3 separate regions of the Sus scrofa genome follow, and all the other regions are linked to region 3. Evidence: chromatin contacts called from public HiChIP or PLAC-seq data. All regions are on one chromosome and are shown on one strand. Each heading gives the region's core, a stretch centred on a gene start, on an enhancer-like site or on the middle of the called end of the contact. The rest is flanking DNA. Distances are from core to core; before and after follow the strand shown.

What was found. HiChIP or PLAC-seq counts read pairs in DNA pulled down with a chosen protein or histone mark.
Region 1: an H3K27ac HiChIP or PLAC-seq map of skeletal muscle shows a contact between it and region 3. The contact joins two enhancer-like sites. A contact is called at or near these places in 2 of 47 Hi-C or Micro-C datasets (fetal heart ventricle and heart right ventricle) and 2 of 2 datasets of contacts at active chromatin or transcription factors (alveolar macrophages and skeletal muscle).
Region 2: a contact with region 3 is called in an H3K27ac HiChIP or PLAC-seq map of skeletal muscle. The contact joins two enhancer-like sites. A contact is called at or near these places in 3 of 47 Hi-C or Micro-C datasets (heart right ventricle and liver) and 2 of 2 datasets of contacts at active chromatin or transcription factors (alveolar macrophages and skeletal muscle).

Annotation. Positions count from the first base shown.
Region 1 is chr16:50,611,507-50,615,967 of Sscrofa11.1, reverse strand. The region is part of intron 4 of LOC102164818 (a long non-coding RNA gene); the gene reads left to right. Among named protein-coding and RNA genes, the nearest start is that of CPEB4, 110 kb to the right of the region's middle. Within about 2 kb of position 1,862, at least 10 of the 83 cell types and tissues checked have an H3K27ac peak or open chromatin away from gene starts, as enhancers often do. A contact at or near this core is called in skeletal muscle, where this site is marked.
Region 2 is chr16:50,670,349-50,675,043 of Sscrofa11.1, reverse strand. All of the region lies in intron 3 of LOC102164818 (a long non-coding RNA gene), which reads left to right. Among named protein-coding and RNA genes, the nearest start is that of BOD1, 62 kb to the left of the region's middle. Within about 2 kb of position 2,868, at least 22 of the 83 cell types and tissues checked have an H3K27ac peak or open chromatin away from gene starts, as enhancers often do. A contact at or near this core is called in liver and skeletal muscle, where this site is marked.
Region 3 is chr16:50,463,116-50,467,931 of Sscrofa11.1, reverse strand. The region is part of intron 2 of CPEB4 (cytoplasmic polyadenylation element-binding protein 4); the gene reads left to right. Among named protein-coding and RNA genes, the nearest start is that of CPEB4, 34 kb to the left of the region's middle. Within about 2 kb of position 2,066, at least 13 of the 83 cell types and tissues checked have an H3K27ac peak or open chromatin away from gene starts, as enhancers often do. A contact at or near this core is called in liver and skeletal muscle, where this site is marked.

The DNA of each region.
Region 1 (4,461 bases), core at 613-3,112, 150 kb before region 3:
TGTGCGTGGACACGAGGGAAGCAGAGGGTCTCTCTGTGCTTGTGTGGTTTGGGCTTCTGTGCGCCTGTCATCCAAGATGAGAAAATCATGTCTCCTGGTCCACGCAGGATGAGGAGCACGTGGCCCAGACCCAACTCAACCTGGAGCCTGGAGCCAAGCCCAGGCGACCCCAGCAGAGGCACAATTTGTCCTCCAATTTGTGAGCATGAAGGAAAAAAAAAAATGCTTGTTAGTGTAAGCCACTGGGTTTGGTGGTTGTTAACCAGAATTAGTGCAGTAGCCGCCAGTTCCTACAGGGAAGCATCCCCTTCCATCCTCAGTTGCTTGGATGGAGCTTGGCAGCACCCAGGGGGGAGACCGTGGCTCAGGTGCGGTCAGCAGATGTCCCTGTGCTGCTGACTCTCCACTGCCACCCCCTCCCACCCACTCTCTGCCCTGCTCCCACCTGCCCCAAGCCCGGGGCCCCTCTTTCCCCTGCCGTTCCCACTGGGCTGGCAACACTACTGCCTTTCCTTGTCCCTCAGGCCAACAGCAGGTGCCAGATTCTCTCTGAGATCCTCCCCGCTGCCTCCACACCCCTCTCGGCTCCCTAACACCCCGTGTCTCAGTGAACAGACCAAGGAGTATTTTATATTCAGAACCACCCCCTCCGCCCCAGAGTTCCCATTGTGGCTCAGCAGGTTAAGAATCCCACATAGGGTCCATGAAGATGTGGGTTCAATCCCTGGCCTTGCTCAGTGGGTTAAGGATCCAGCGTTGCCGTGAGCTGTGGCATAGGTCTCAGATGCAGCTCGGATCCAGCGTTGCTGTGGCTCTGGCGTAGGCTGGCAGCTGCAGCTCTAAATCAACCCCTAGTCTGGAAACTTCCACATGCCACAGGTGGGGCCCTAAAAAAAAAAAGAAAGAAAGAAAGAAAAAAGAATCCCCCCTCTACCGGGATTCAGTCTGGTCCAGTATCACATTCCTGATTCTAGCTCCTGGATGCCCTTCATTTTTTCCCCAGTTGACAAAATGGGGATTATTCTTTGCCCTTTCAAGACTGTAGAGAGAGAAACAGTGCCCAGCCTTGTGCTTGACTCATGGGGGTTGCAAGATGGCTCATCTCTCCCTGCCCATCTTGCTGTGGCCGCCATCTAATGTAGTGCCAGGCGCTTGCTAAAGTGTTAATAAATATTTGCAGTTTGAAAAGCTCGATGGTAGATTTTCTTCCTTTGACCTTTCGATTATTTTCCCTCTTGAAATAGCAGAATAAGGCCCCTAGTGCTATGGTGACAGTCTCTGTAGAAATCCATAGCTTGTTCTCAGCACACCCACGGATGCCAGTGGGAGGCTGGCATAGATTTGGACCAATGGAGAGAGGGTTTATTTAGCCTTGTCCTGGTTACAAAGAACATTTTTTTTTTCTTTCAAGCGGACCTTCCTGTCCCCAATTCAGCCTCACCTAGGTCTCTGCTAATGTGGGTTAATTTTCCAGCAGCTCCTAGAAAGAGTATATTTCCAGTCTCTCCTGGGACAGACAGGAGTTTCAACCAGGATAAAGCAAGTTTCAGCGGAGAACATTCAGAACCTGCCGAGGAGTCAGGCTGCTCTGATCACATTCCTGCCAGGGGGTGGGAGCGTGTTTGCCTGGAACGAGTCGTCCTTTCGGATGCTGTAATCTGAGCTTAGAAATAGACTTGTGTTGCTCCCAGAAATCCCTACTGTTTTGGCCTTTTCTTTGTCAGGCTTGCTCTGGTCAAGGTTGAGCATCTAGGTTTAGGAATGGAGGTCGTTTACTGAAACCAGAGAGGCTCTGTCCCTTTAAGAGGGTCCTTGAGGAGGGACAGTCAGAGAATCACAGAGATGAGGGCCAGATGGCCAGTAAACAGGATGGCAGTGAGCTGGGGAGAGGACCAGCTGGGCCATCCGCTTTAGTAACCTTGCACTGGAGAAGACCTCAGCCGGTAGCTGCAGATGGAAGACGTGGGTGAGGGCTGCACCCTCTGATCCAGGGACCTCAGGGTGGTTTGACCGGCCCCACCTTCTGCCTGAATGAGGACTCAGCGTTCTAGAGCTGGGAGACAATGGGAAAGCAATAGAAAAAAAAAAATACGAGCTGTGGGTTCAGACAGATCTGAGTTCAAATTCTAGCCATGTTCCCTGGATGGTGATGGAATCTGAGTTTCCACTTCCTCATCTGTAAAATGGGATGATGATCCCGTCTCACAAATACACTGTGAGGCAGCTACCCGTAATGGCTAGAGTTCAGTGCATGGGGTAAAGCTCAGGAAATTTTTGTCAGCATACTAGTAACTTTTTAGCCAAGAGGGGCATAAGGTAAAATTTTCTCTGAGAGTCTGGAGTCCTGGCAATTTAAAAGAGAAATCCCCAAATTCCTTAAATACCTTACTTAGGATGCAAGCGTATCATTTAGGACTGACTGGTTTGTCAGCTACCCATAACAGAAAACCTGGATAAAAGTGGCCTAAACAAGATAAAGATTTACTTTTCTCTCATATGAAACCGCAAACAGTCAAGGACTGACTCTCTGGCCAAGGCTTTTTCCATCTTTTTGTTCTGCTGTCCTTAAAGTGTGGCTTCCATCATCAAGGTGCATTGCATGGTCATAAATGCTGCCACAGATCCAGCCATCATACCCACATTCCAGGTGCCAGCAAGGAGAAAGAGAAGTACAAGATTGTGCACTTCTCAAATGAGTCAATATTAAAACAAACAAAACCAACAGACAAATAAAAACTACCAGAAATTCCATCCAGTGATTTCTGCTTATAGCTTATTGGCTGCCCTACAGTGAGGGAGCTAGGAAATGTACCAGATGAGTGGACACCCCCAATAATACAGGGGTTCTGTTAGTTAGAAGAAATGGGAGAATGTTGTCCCTGCCAGAGTCAATGCTGAGCCTCTTCAGTTTCACTAGAAAGAGTTGCCTGGGCCAACACTGGGAATATTTTCCCAAGAACCAAAAGCATCTTGAGAACCTGAACCTCCATAGGTTGTCAGCAAAGGTTAATTCCTGTCCCTTCCAACCTCTCATTGTCCCTACCACTTCCATGTTAGAGAAGCTAACATTATCTTACATCCAACTTCATACGATATGTAGATTTTATGAATCAGAAAAGTTCAGAGTCAGAAGCTCAGGTGAATTACACATGGGTTCCAAGCAGAGAATTTACTGAAATCCTAAGACGAACTGCTGAATACTTTGCATTATCTCACACCTGTGTACCTTATCAGCTGCATTAGTCATCCATCACTGTGTAACAAATGACCCCCAAGCTTAGTGACTTAGGAAACAACATGAGTTTATTTCCTCACAGTTTCTGTGGGCCAGGAATCTGGGTGTGACTAAGCTGGGTCCTCTGGCTCAGGGCTTCTCACAAGGCTGCAACCCAAGTTATCCACTGAGGCTGCAGTCATCTCAAGGCTCAACTCAGGGTGACTCTGCTTCCGAGATCACTCACGCGCTTGTTGGTAGGATTTAGCTCCTCGCTTGCTGTTGGCAAGAGGCATCCTCAGTTTCTTGTCCCTAGGGCTTCTCCATAGGGTAGCTTACAGTGTGGCAGCTTGCTTCATCGGAACAAGCAAGCAAGAAAACAAGAGGGGAGTCTTTTAGAACCGAATCTTGGAAGTGGCAGCCCATTGCTATCTTAATCTATTGATTAGAAACAAGTCACTAGCTCCAGCCCAAACTAAAGAGGGGAGAGGGAACATTTTAGAAGCACCAATCAAGGCCGTACTGCATCGCTCACCTTCACTCTCAGGGTTCCTGATCCAGGAGCTGGGCTTCCATGAATAAGCCCAGCTCCTTCCTACCACAGGGCCTTTGTATGTGCGATTCTGTCTGCTTGGTAGGTAGCTCTCCCTCCCTATCTAGTTATACTCATTTTCAGAATTCCTCTCCAGCCTCTTTTTTTTTTTTTTTTTTGCAAGAAAACCTTTCCTGACCACCCTTCTCCTGAGTCCCTGGAAGGAGGGGTTCCTGGAACATCACTCAGCCCTGGGTCACCTTCAAACAGAGGCCTGGATCCGGTTCTCCCTCTTTTATGGTTTGCTGCAATGGGACCCTTTAGCAGTAGCTGTAATCCTCAAACAGAGAGACTTTGAATGGAGCTTACAGATTCTTGACGTCTCATACTGGGCTGCCCCAGAAGTCAAAACGGGGAAGAGATGAATCCCTATTTCAGCTGAGAGATGGATCCCTTTGGCCAAGATGCTTTTATGAACTGTATTTGTTCATTCATTCACTTGTGATGAGTATGAACTCACGTGCGGGATACATATAAAATATAAATTTCTTTTTTATATCTATTAAGTTCAGTTTCTAATTTTGAGTTGCCATTTGGCTGGAGTGGGTCACAGATGAATCACAGTCCATCCACCCCCTCCATTCCTAGCCGTTGCATCTCTGCTTGGTGTGCAAAGGTGAAGGAAGGAAGGCCACTGGTCACTGATGTCACCTTC
Region 2 (4,695 bases), core at 1,619-4,118, 210 kb before region 3:
GCTTTTTCATTTGCTCTGTACAACCACCCTGACTGGTGGGTTTTACCCCCATTCTACAGGTGGCTCAGAGAAGTGCCATTACTTGGCCAGGGCCATCCAGGGCTAGGGAGTGGCAGAGCTGGAATTCGAATCTGCATCTTTCTGTCTCCAAAGCCCAATGTCTATAGTCCCATCTTCTGTAACTAAGGAGGATGTCTCCAGCCTGGGCCTGGCCCCGCACGCAGGTATCTTAATGACCTCTGTTCACCTTGGCATGTTAGCATTGCCTGTTCCAAAACCAAAGACTGTTTAAGGCCTGTCTTCCTCCCTTTCATAGGGAAAACCTCTCGACTTCTTTCAATAAAATTTCTTCTGCTAACCTGACATGAGGATCCGATGAGACTGGAATATAAGCTTTGCTACTCCACATGTGGTCCAGAGGCCAGCAGCCTTGGCATCACCTGGGAGCTGTTAGGAATGCAGACTCCCAGGGCCCCTTAGCTACTCAATTAGACTGCGTTTTGACAGGCTGTCTTGGTGGTTTGTTTACACATCAGCCTTTTTTATTGCAATGTAGCTGACATGTTGTATACATTTCCGGTATACAACGAGTTGATTTGATACAATTACTGTATTTATTGCAGTCTGATTAACACCATGTTCTGTTCGCTAACAAATACTTCCATCAAGTCAAATAATTATCATTTCTTTTTTGTGGTGAGAACACTTAAGATCTAGTCTCTTAGCAACTTTAAAGTATATAATACAGTATTGTTGATTATAATCACAATGCTGTGCAGCTCCAAAACTTCCTCATCTTCTAACTGCAAATTTGTACCCTTTAAACAACATCTCCCCAGTTCCCCGCCCCTGGCAGGACCATTCTGCTCTCTGTTTCTAATGAGTTCCGCTTTTTTAGATTCCACATATGAAGGATCTCGTACAGTATTTGTTTTTCTCTGGCTTATCTCCATTAGCATAATGCCCTCCCAGGTTCATCCATGTTGTCACAAATGGCAGGATTTCCTTCTTTCTCATGGCGGAATAATATTCCATTGTATATAAATATACCACATTGCCTTGATCCATTCATCATCGATGGGCCCTTAGGTTCTTTCCATACCTTGGCTATTGTGAATAATAGCCAAGGTATGGAATAAACATGGGAGGGTGGGTACCGGTATTCATTTCCTTTGGATAAATACCCAGAACTCAGATTGCTGGACCAGCAAAAATCAACAAGTGGCACTGCACCAAACGAAAATGCTTCTGCACAGCAAAAGAACCAGTCAACAAAATGAAACGGCAACCTGTGGAATGGAAGAAAATATCTGCAAATCATACATCTGATAAAGGGGTAATAGCAAAAATCTGTAAAGAACTCATACAACTCAGTAATGACAACAAAAAAAATTTTGATTAAAAGTAGAATTACCACACATCAGTCTTTGAAAAGCCCTGGTGTCAGGTGCTGGCTCACATGGAGACACACTGTAAATGCTCAATAAAATGTTAGTTGATGATTGCAGGAGGTTGCACCTACTATTTTTTATGATAAGAAAGAATCTTAAGGAGTCCCCTGGTGGCTCAGCAGGTTAAGGATCTGACTGTCACTGCTGTGGCGAATGTTTGACCCCTGGCCCAGAAACCCGCATGCCACAGGTGCAGCCTAAATAAATAAATACATAAAGAAAAGAATCTCAAATTCTCCTGTGATGTAAATAGTCTCGAAGGCCCTTTAAAGTCACCGTTTTCTCTAAATCAGAAATAGAAAGCAAATTAAGAAATGGGCAGATTAGAAAGAACCAAACCCTTTTGGGTGGAAACCAAAAAAAAAAAAAAAAGAAAAAGGAAAGAAAAATATATCAAGTGTTGTGAGTGTTTCCTAGGCCATCTGTGTGAAGAAATAACAAAACCAGTCTTGCAATATCAGCAGGAGAAAATACTGGAGAGCTTTCCTTGACATAATTATTGGAACTGGCTCTTCCTGGTTCAGGAAAAAAAAATATTTCAAATACATCTGTCCTTTTTTTCCCTAGCATGCTTACAACTCCCGGTAAAGTCAAGAGTCAGCTCTCAGCTCTTTTTGATTCTACTCATCCTGTGGTTAATAATTTCCAGTTTACCCAGCAGGCTGCGTAACCTCCCCTTTCCTGGGAAAGCATGTCTGTGCTCCAGCGGCTGGCAGCGAACCTGTCTTCTTAGCAGCTGCCCCAGTCCTCCCGCCCGCTTCTGCCTTCTCTCCAACAGGGACCCTCCCGGTGGGTGTCAGAACAGTGACTTAGTGTTCTGCACGGGGAGAGGGAAGAAGAGAAGGCTGTCTCCTCTCCCTCTTCTTTTATAATACGGCGATGAGAAGAATTTCCTCCCTGTTTCCTGGGAAATAGCTGATAAAAGACATTTTGTGTGCTGCTATTTATGTATACCTAGGCTGAACAAATCCCCAAACCCTGCTCTCCCCAGCCCCCTCCGGAGCTGAACTTTGAAAACAGAGGACACTAATGAAAGCCTAGAGCCGCAGCCTGCGATGAGCCTGAGCCCCCATCTCGTCTTCCTCCTTCGCCTGCTGTTGAAAACTATGCCAGCTGCAGCCGCCATCCAGGAGTTGGCTTCTCAACCCTTCATGGCCCTGAGAAATGTCTTTAGGGGGCTGGCATGAGGGGATTTGGGGGAAAGTGGGCTAGACTAATCAGAGGGCACCTCCCTGCCCCCTGTAGCACCAGCCACCACGTGCCCTCTGGGAGCACATCTTAGCCCAGCAGCCTTGTTATCACCAAATCTGGGCTGAGGGGTTGTGAACAGGCTCGGTGAATTTCTGATCATCTTCTCCCCAGTTTATGTGAACGAGCAGCATGGCCGCAAAACAAACTGGCCGAAAAACCCAGGGTGTTCCCAAAGAGTGTACCTGCAACTTCCTGTTTACAAGCTCCCTGGGAGAAGCCCTAGGGACCAGTTCCGTACGCGTCAGTTTTCTTTCTGCTTCCTCTGATTTCCCTGACGTTGTGAGGGCAAAGGCCTTCCCTTCTGCCACCTAGAAAAATAGTATGTTGGGAACATGAGCGTGACTGAGAAGGCTGCTCAAAAAAAACCATCCAACCAAACAAACCCCCACCAAATTTGCAAGCTGGGATTTGTGACTAAGGTTGACTTAAGGCTAAATCTTTAGCTCCTTCTGGGTGCATCCCCCATCCCAGTATGGGGTCCCAGTCTGAGGCCCCAAGAGAGAGCCCAGCCAGGGACTTAACGGGGTCAGCCATGGCGAACGGGGAAGGCAACTGCAAAGGCAAAGGCTTCTAAGTCCCACCACCCCCAGCCCACCCCACCCCACCCCACCTGCTGTGTGTCCCTTGCTTCCCACATTTCCCCTTCCTGGACGAAAATGAAAGAGGGGTTCCCGGACTTCCCATCGCGGCTCAGCAGAAACAAATCTGACTAGTATCTGTGAGGACACAGGTTCAATCCCTGACCTCGCTCAGTGGGGTAAGGATCCGGCGTTGCCGTGAGCTGTGGTGTAAGTCACATATACAGCTCGGATCCTGCACTGCTGTGGCTGTGGCAAAGGCTGGCAGCTATAGCTCCCATTTGACCCCTAGCCTGGGAACCTTCATATGCCGCAGGTGAGGCCCTAAAAAGACAAAAGACAAAAAAAGAGAGAGAGAGTTAGGCATTCCCAAAGGGCTTTACCTAGGTGACACCAGGCAAGTGGTTGTCCCAAGAACACCTGAGTGATCTGGGAGATGTTCCTTTCATGTAGCCAGGCAGCGGGGGTGGTGGCACCACAGAGCCTACAGCATCATTGCCCTGGTCTGGACCTGGGAGCTTGTTAGAATGCAGAGTCTCAGGCCTTGCCTCACCCCACTGGTCTGAACATGCCTTTTAACAGACCCCTCGCCCCCTCCCTCAGGAAACTCCTGCGCACATTAAAACTAGAGAAGCACCGCCCTAGGGGACCCAGCCTTGCGTCCTCCTTAGGCAGAAGTCTGTGCTGACTCCAGACAACTTGTACTTTAAAAAAAACTCATGGCTCCCTTGACTTTCGTAATGGATCTTATTTCTCTCTTTGCTAAGAAAAATGGGTTTAATTCAGCTGACATGCTAGATTATTGGGCCTCATGTAAGACATACCATATAGCGGAGACCTAATAAGGACACTGCTATGTCCTCATAAGAAGAATTTCCCAGATGATGTGTCCTGAGACCTGAAAAGTCAAATACTAGAGGTGGCAGGCAGGTGACAAAGATGCACAGAGTGGGCTGAGTGGGCCTGTGAGTACTGGACAGCAGATGTCCTGGCTGAAGGGGGCAGATGCTACCCAACCCCGGCCTGTCCTTGTCATGCAGGGACCAGCCCAGCATAGCCAGATCATGATATTTTTCATGAGAAGCCTGAATGTGGATTTTTTTTAAATCACCCATTATTAAAATATTGACAGTTAATTACAACTTTTTTTTGAAAGAAAGAAAACGTGGGGTAAACCTAACCGAGCATATCAGGGAACGTCTTGGGGCCAGGGGTCTGTAACCTCAGATCGAACCCCTCCACCCCGGCTGAGCTCTCAGACTGCTGGGGGAGATGGAGAATTTGGATGTAATGCTGCAAGGGAACATGGTTACCGGAGCTCTGAAAAGAGGTACTGAGTTCAGCCTAAGGGCATCTTTATTCAAAGTGTCCATTGATTATTCACAAGTGTTTACTGATCCCCTACTACGAGCCAG
Region 3 (4,816 bases), core at 817-3,316:
TATTCTGTATAGGAAGCAGGGTTAACAACCAGTTTCAAGGGAAAGGGCAGTTACCTCTGATACCATTTCTCTGCATTTTCTTCTTTGCCCCTTCTGAGAATTATCTCTAACTTAAGATTACTTACAGTAATCTTTCATGTGAATTTTTTTTTTTTTTTTTTTTTTTGCTTTTTAGGGCCACTCCCACAGCATATGGAGGCTCCCAGGCCAGGGGTCTAATCAGAGCTACAGCTGTCGGTCTACGCCACAGCCACAGCAACACAGGATCCAAGCTACATCTGCAACCTCCACCACAGCTCATGGCAACACTGGATCCTTAACCCACTGAGTGAGGACAGGGATTGAACCTGCATCCTCATGGATCCTAGCTGGGTTCATTAACCACTGAGCCACGAAGGGAACTCCCTCATGTGATTTTTTTGTGTGTGTGATCTCCGCTTTATAGCTGAAGAAACTGCAGTTCAGAGAGATACAACAGCTTTTGTAAAGTCACTCAGCGAACTGGTACCTAGCGAATCAAGATAGGAACACATTGCATCTGGTTCCTGATTCAGTAGCTTAGGTATTTATTGTGTAGTGTTTATGAGGGGAAACAAATGTTTAAAAAAAAAGTTTGTCTTAGTATACTTCGGACAGTAGGCATTCAGGTTTCTTAATTTTTGTGTAGGAGACTGGGGACAGAATTGAAAATGTGTATTTTATCATAATCTTCTGTAAAAGATCCATACCTCACACCTGCTGATTTCTTATCGAGAGTGCCTTTAGGGGGTGGAGGTCAAAATAGAATCACTGAGGGAGCTTTTCCAAGCTGGCTTGTTCTTTTTGCTGATTCTGATTCACCAAGTCTGTCATGAGACTTAAGCATATGTGTATTCCAGCAGTGATTCAGATAGACTGCCCTCCCTCCTCACCCCCACCCTCACTCCACTTTGAGAACCACTTCGGGTAGATGTATAAAGTCTAAAGCTATGGGGGCTGCTCATAAAACAAATACATATCAAGCAAACACTAAGTGCCAGGCACTATTTTAGGCCTTTGGGATATATCAGGAAATAAAAACTTAGACTCTTGGCCTAATGCAGCTTATCCTCCAAATAATTTGCAGACATCTTTGAACAGTCTGTTTATTTTTAAGGCTAATGAAAAGAGGAAGACTCAGTGCCTTGAGTACTGATAAAGGAAAATAGGACCTGGGCCTTTTGAGAAATAACAAAGGTGAAATTAGATTAGATGTGAAATCAAAGCTCATTCTTCGTTAAGATTCAGTAAAGTCATTAGGATTTACGTTAAATTAGAGATTAGCGTTAATGATAGGTATGTATGCAGAAAGCCAACCACTGACTTAGCTCATTGCTTTTTGGGGAGGGGCTCGTCTCATCTCTAAAGTTCTCCATCATCCATACGTAATTTAGCTTAGAGTCCCAAGGGATTTCATGAATTTGTCTTGATCTTCTTCATGTTGGTACAGAGAACCATTTCTCAAAATCGTTTTTACTGGAGTTCCTACTGTGGCCGTGTGTCTCTGCAACACAAAAACGAAGGCTAAATCCCTGGCCTGGCACAGCAGGTTAAAGGATCTGGAGTTGCCCCAGCTGCGGTGGAGGTCACAACCATTGTGGCTCAGGTCTGATCCCTGGCCAAGGAACTCCATATGCCAAGGGGCCAAAAAAGAAAGAAAGAAAAAAAAATCACCTTTACCTTTGGGGGAGTTCTACAATTATTTATTTTTATTCACTGGTTCTTTTAAAATATGTCTCTTATAACACATATTTCTTTTCATCAGCCTTTTTGCAAGGTAGGAGGATTTTAATGTACTGCCTTGGCTTTGTTTCTAGATTACTGAAAACTTTTCTAGTACCCATTGGTCTGTTTTTCCACTTTTCTTTCCGTTATATTATCTTCTTTTTTTTTTTTTTTTTTAAACTGACTTTGGCTGGTTTATTTTGGATAAAAACTATGCCTAGTTTTTTAAAGCTTAAAAAATTGCCATTAATCACTGGTATCATAACATCCTCTTAAGGCAAGTTATCTTGTTGCTCTGTCCTCTAAATGTAGCATCCAGAGTCAGAAGGCCTCTGGCAGGGATAAAAATAGCCTTCCTGCTGGCTGGTTTGTTGTTAGGTTTACTGGCAGTAGGAAATCTTTTGAATTCCTTAATTGGATCAGCTCTTTGCTAGTGTCTCTCTAGACATTCCCTTCTGCCTGAAATTCGTAAATGTTTTAGATCTTCCAACTTTGTACCTGCCCTGAGTCAAAGCAATCCTTCTACATGAAACCAACCTTAAGCTATAGAAACATAACCCATTGACTTATCTTAAAGATAAATGTTAAATTTTTTGCCACCGTGACAGTCTGTTTTTCAGCTATCATATCAGAATTGAAAGATTGAATCTGAGCTATTGGTACAAAAGGAAGATCCTCCTTGGCTTTTATTAAAAGTAGCATTTTTAAGCTGAATTTTCAAAGTTTTCATTTCCTAATATACTTCTGCTTCTGCCAGTTTGGCTATCATAAAAGTAAAGAGGTTTTTTTTCTCTTCTCTTCCCCGGCGAAGAATTATATCCCTGTTTGTAACTCAGAACATTAGCAAACTCGCTTCTCTGAAGCTGAAAAAATCCCCCCATAATATGGCCACTCCCTTCTCCAAGGTTCCAGTTTGGGTCTTATGTGGCTTAGAGGAATTTTTCCTTTTTCTTTCTCTCACAAGTAGAAAATTATTGATTATCTCTGGCTTAGAGTTGATGAGGGAAAGGGAATGAATATTAATTGAGCACATAACTCTAAACTGGGGAGCTTTTCTGGGCATTCTGCAAAAATTATTTCTTGAATTTCTTACATGTAAATGGAAATCTCTGTTTCTCTGAGGTTCAGAGAAACAAAGTAATTTGATCTAGCTCACAAGATGGGCTTTGTCCAGCTCTACTCTTTTCACTGCGTGTTTCACTGCGTGGCAGAGACCACCAGTTGCTGGCTTTGTTTTTTTCATTCATTCAGCAGCTACTTATTGAGCACCTTCTCTTCTCTAAGCTCTGAGTTTCGAGACCCAAAATCTGTCCTTAAGGATTTTGTCACCCTAGAGGAAGAGAGTTTAGAAATAGATAATTTAAATATGGTATAATAAGTATAAGGGGTGTTGTATGGAGCCCATAGGCCTGTCTAAACCAGAGAGCAGGTGGCTTGGGGCAGGGATTTTCCGTAGGTTGCGAGACCTGTGAAAGAAGCTACCTGGACAAAATTGTGGAAGCTTGAGTGGTGAAACAACATCGGAAGCAGAGAGAAAGGAAGGCGTGCCAGAGGAAAGAACCAGAAGTAAAAGTTAATGCCCCATCCTGCCAAAAAAAGTTAGTGGGCCAGTACTTCTGAAAGTCCAGAATACCTACTGCGAGAAGGGAAATGGCAGTGTGAGAGATGAACCTAGAGAGATAGGCAAGAGAATTCAAATTTTTTATTTTTATTTTTTACAAGCTTTTAAACTGAACATCAGATCTTTCTTGGAGAGGGGTTTTGTTTACTGTAAACTCTGTGTATGTATACTTTAAATGGCTCTTTTGGAGGGGGTAAGACTCTCCATCCAGTTAATGTCAGGCCCAGCCAGTTTCTTCTTCGTAATTTTGTGTGGAAACATCTTTACTGGAAGCTGGTTGTATCATAGATACGTTAAGGGGTAGAATAATGTTACTGATTATGATTTGGGGACTTACTTTTAGGCCAATAGAATAAATTATTAAAAGTGATAATCTTTGTATCATTAAATGATAGAACATGTAGAATACATTTTTATTTGTTCATATTGATATGTGTTCGGCATTTGTGTATGGATAAGGTTGGTATTCAAAACCTGATTTTTTTTATACATTTCTTGAACCTTGCTTTGCGTCATCCAGGACCCCACAGCGCCATCTTGCGGCAAGTCTGAGGCAGTGCTGGTAAAAATAGCAGATAAAGAAAGGCAGGTACAGCACCTCCCTTAAAAAATGATGTAATAAAATTCATTAATAAAAATTTTTTTTAATTTTTTAAAATTCAGGTTTCTGGTGTAGCATTTTAAAAAATAATTACTATAATCTATAAAAAATTTTATTTAGGGCAGTATAGCCTTGTCTTACTTAGATATGAACTAAACAAAAATAGCAGAAAGAGACCCAGGAGAAGCATTGCTGGTTAAACAACAGCAAATAATGTATACTTGTGTGTGTGTGTGTGTGTGTGTGTGTGTTTGTGTGAGTGTGGTATATCATATGCATAAAACTTTTCATCTGTTTTAGGAATGCACCTAAGTCCATGCTTATCCTTTTCCTATTAGAAATTTTTAACAATATCCACTGAAAACCTCTCCCTTTTCTTTGGAGTATCTAAGTTTGTATAGTGAGAGTCAGTAAAAATATATTCAGAATTTCAGAGTTCTCTTATGGCACAGTGGGTTCAGGATCTGGTGTGGTCACTGCAGTGGCATGGGTTCAATCCCTGGCCCGGGAACTTCCCTGTGGCACATCGTGGCCAAAAAAAAAAAAAAAAAAAAAAGGCATAATCTAAACATATGTGTGTGTGTTTGTGTATACATATACACACACACTCAGAATTTCATGCTTCTTGTCTGTCACTTTTCAGACTGCACGGCTTTATACTAGACAATCTTGCAGAGTTATCCCTGTGTCATGCCTTGGCCGATACCATGTCCCCAGCAATACTGGCACAACTCTGAAAAAGAAAAGGTCATAGCATGAAATCTAGTAGCACTGTAGAATGTTTGCTATTTTATGTTTATATGTTGAAATGGTAGCATTCTATCATTTTCTGCTGAATCACCAGTAGCAAT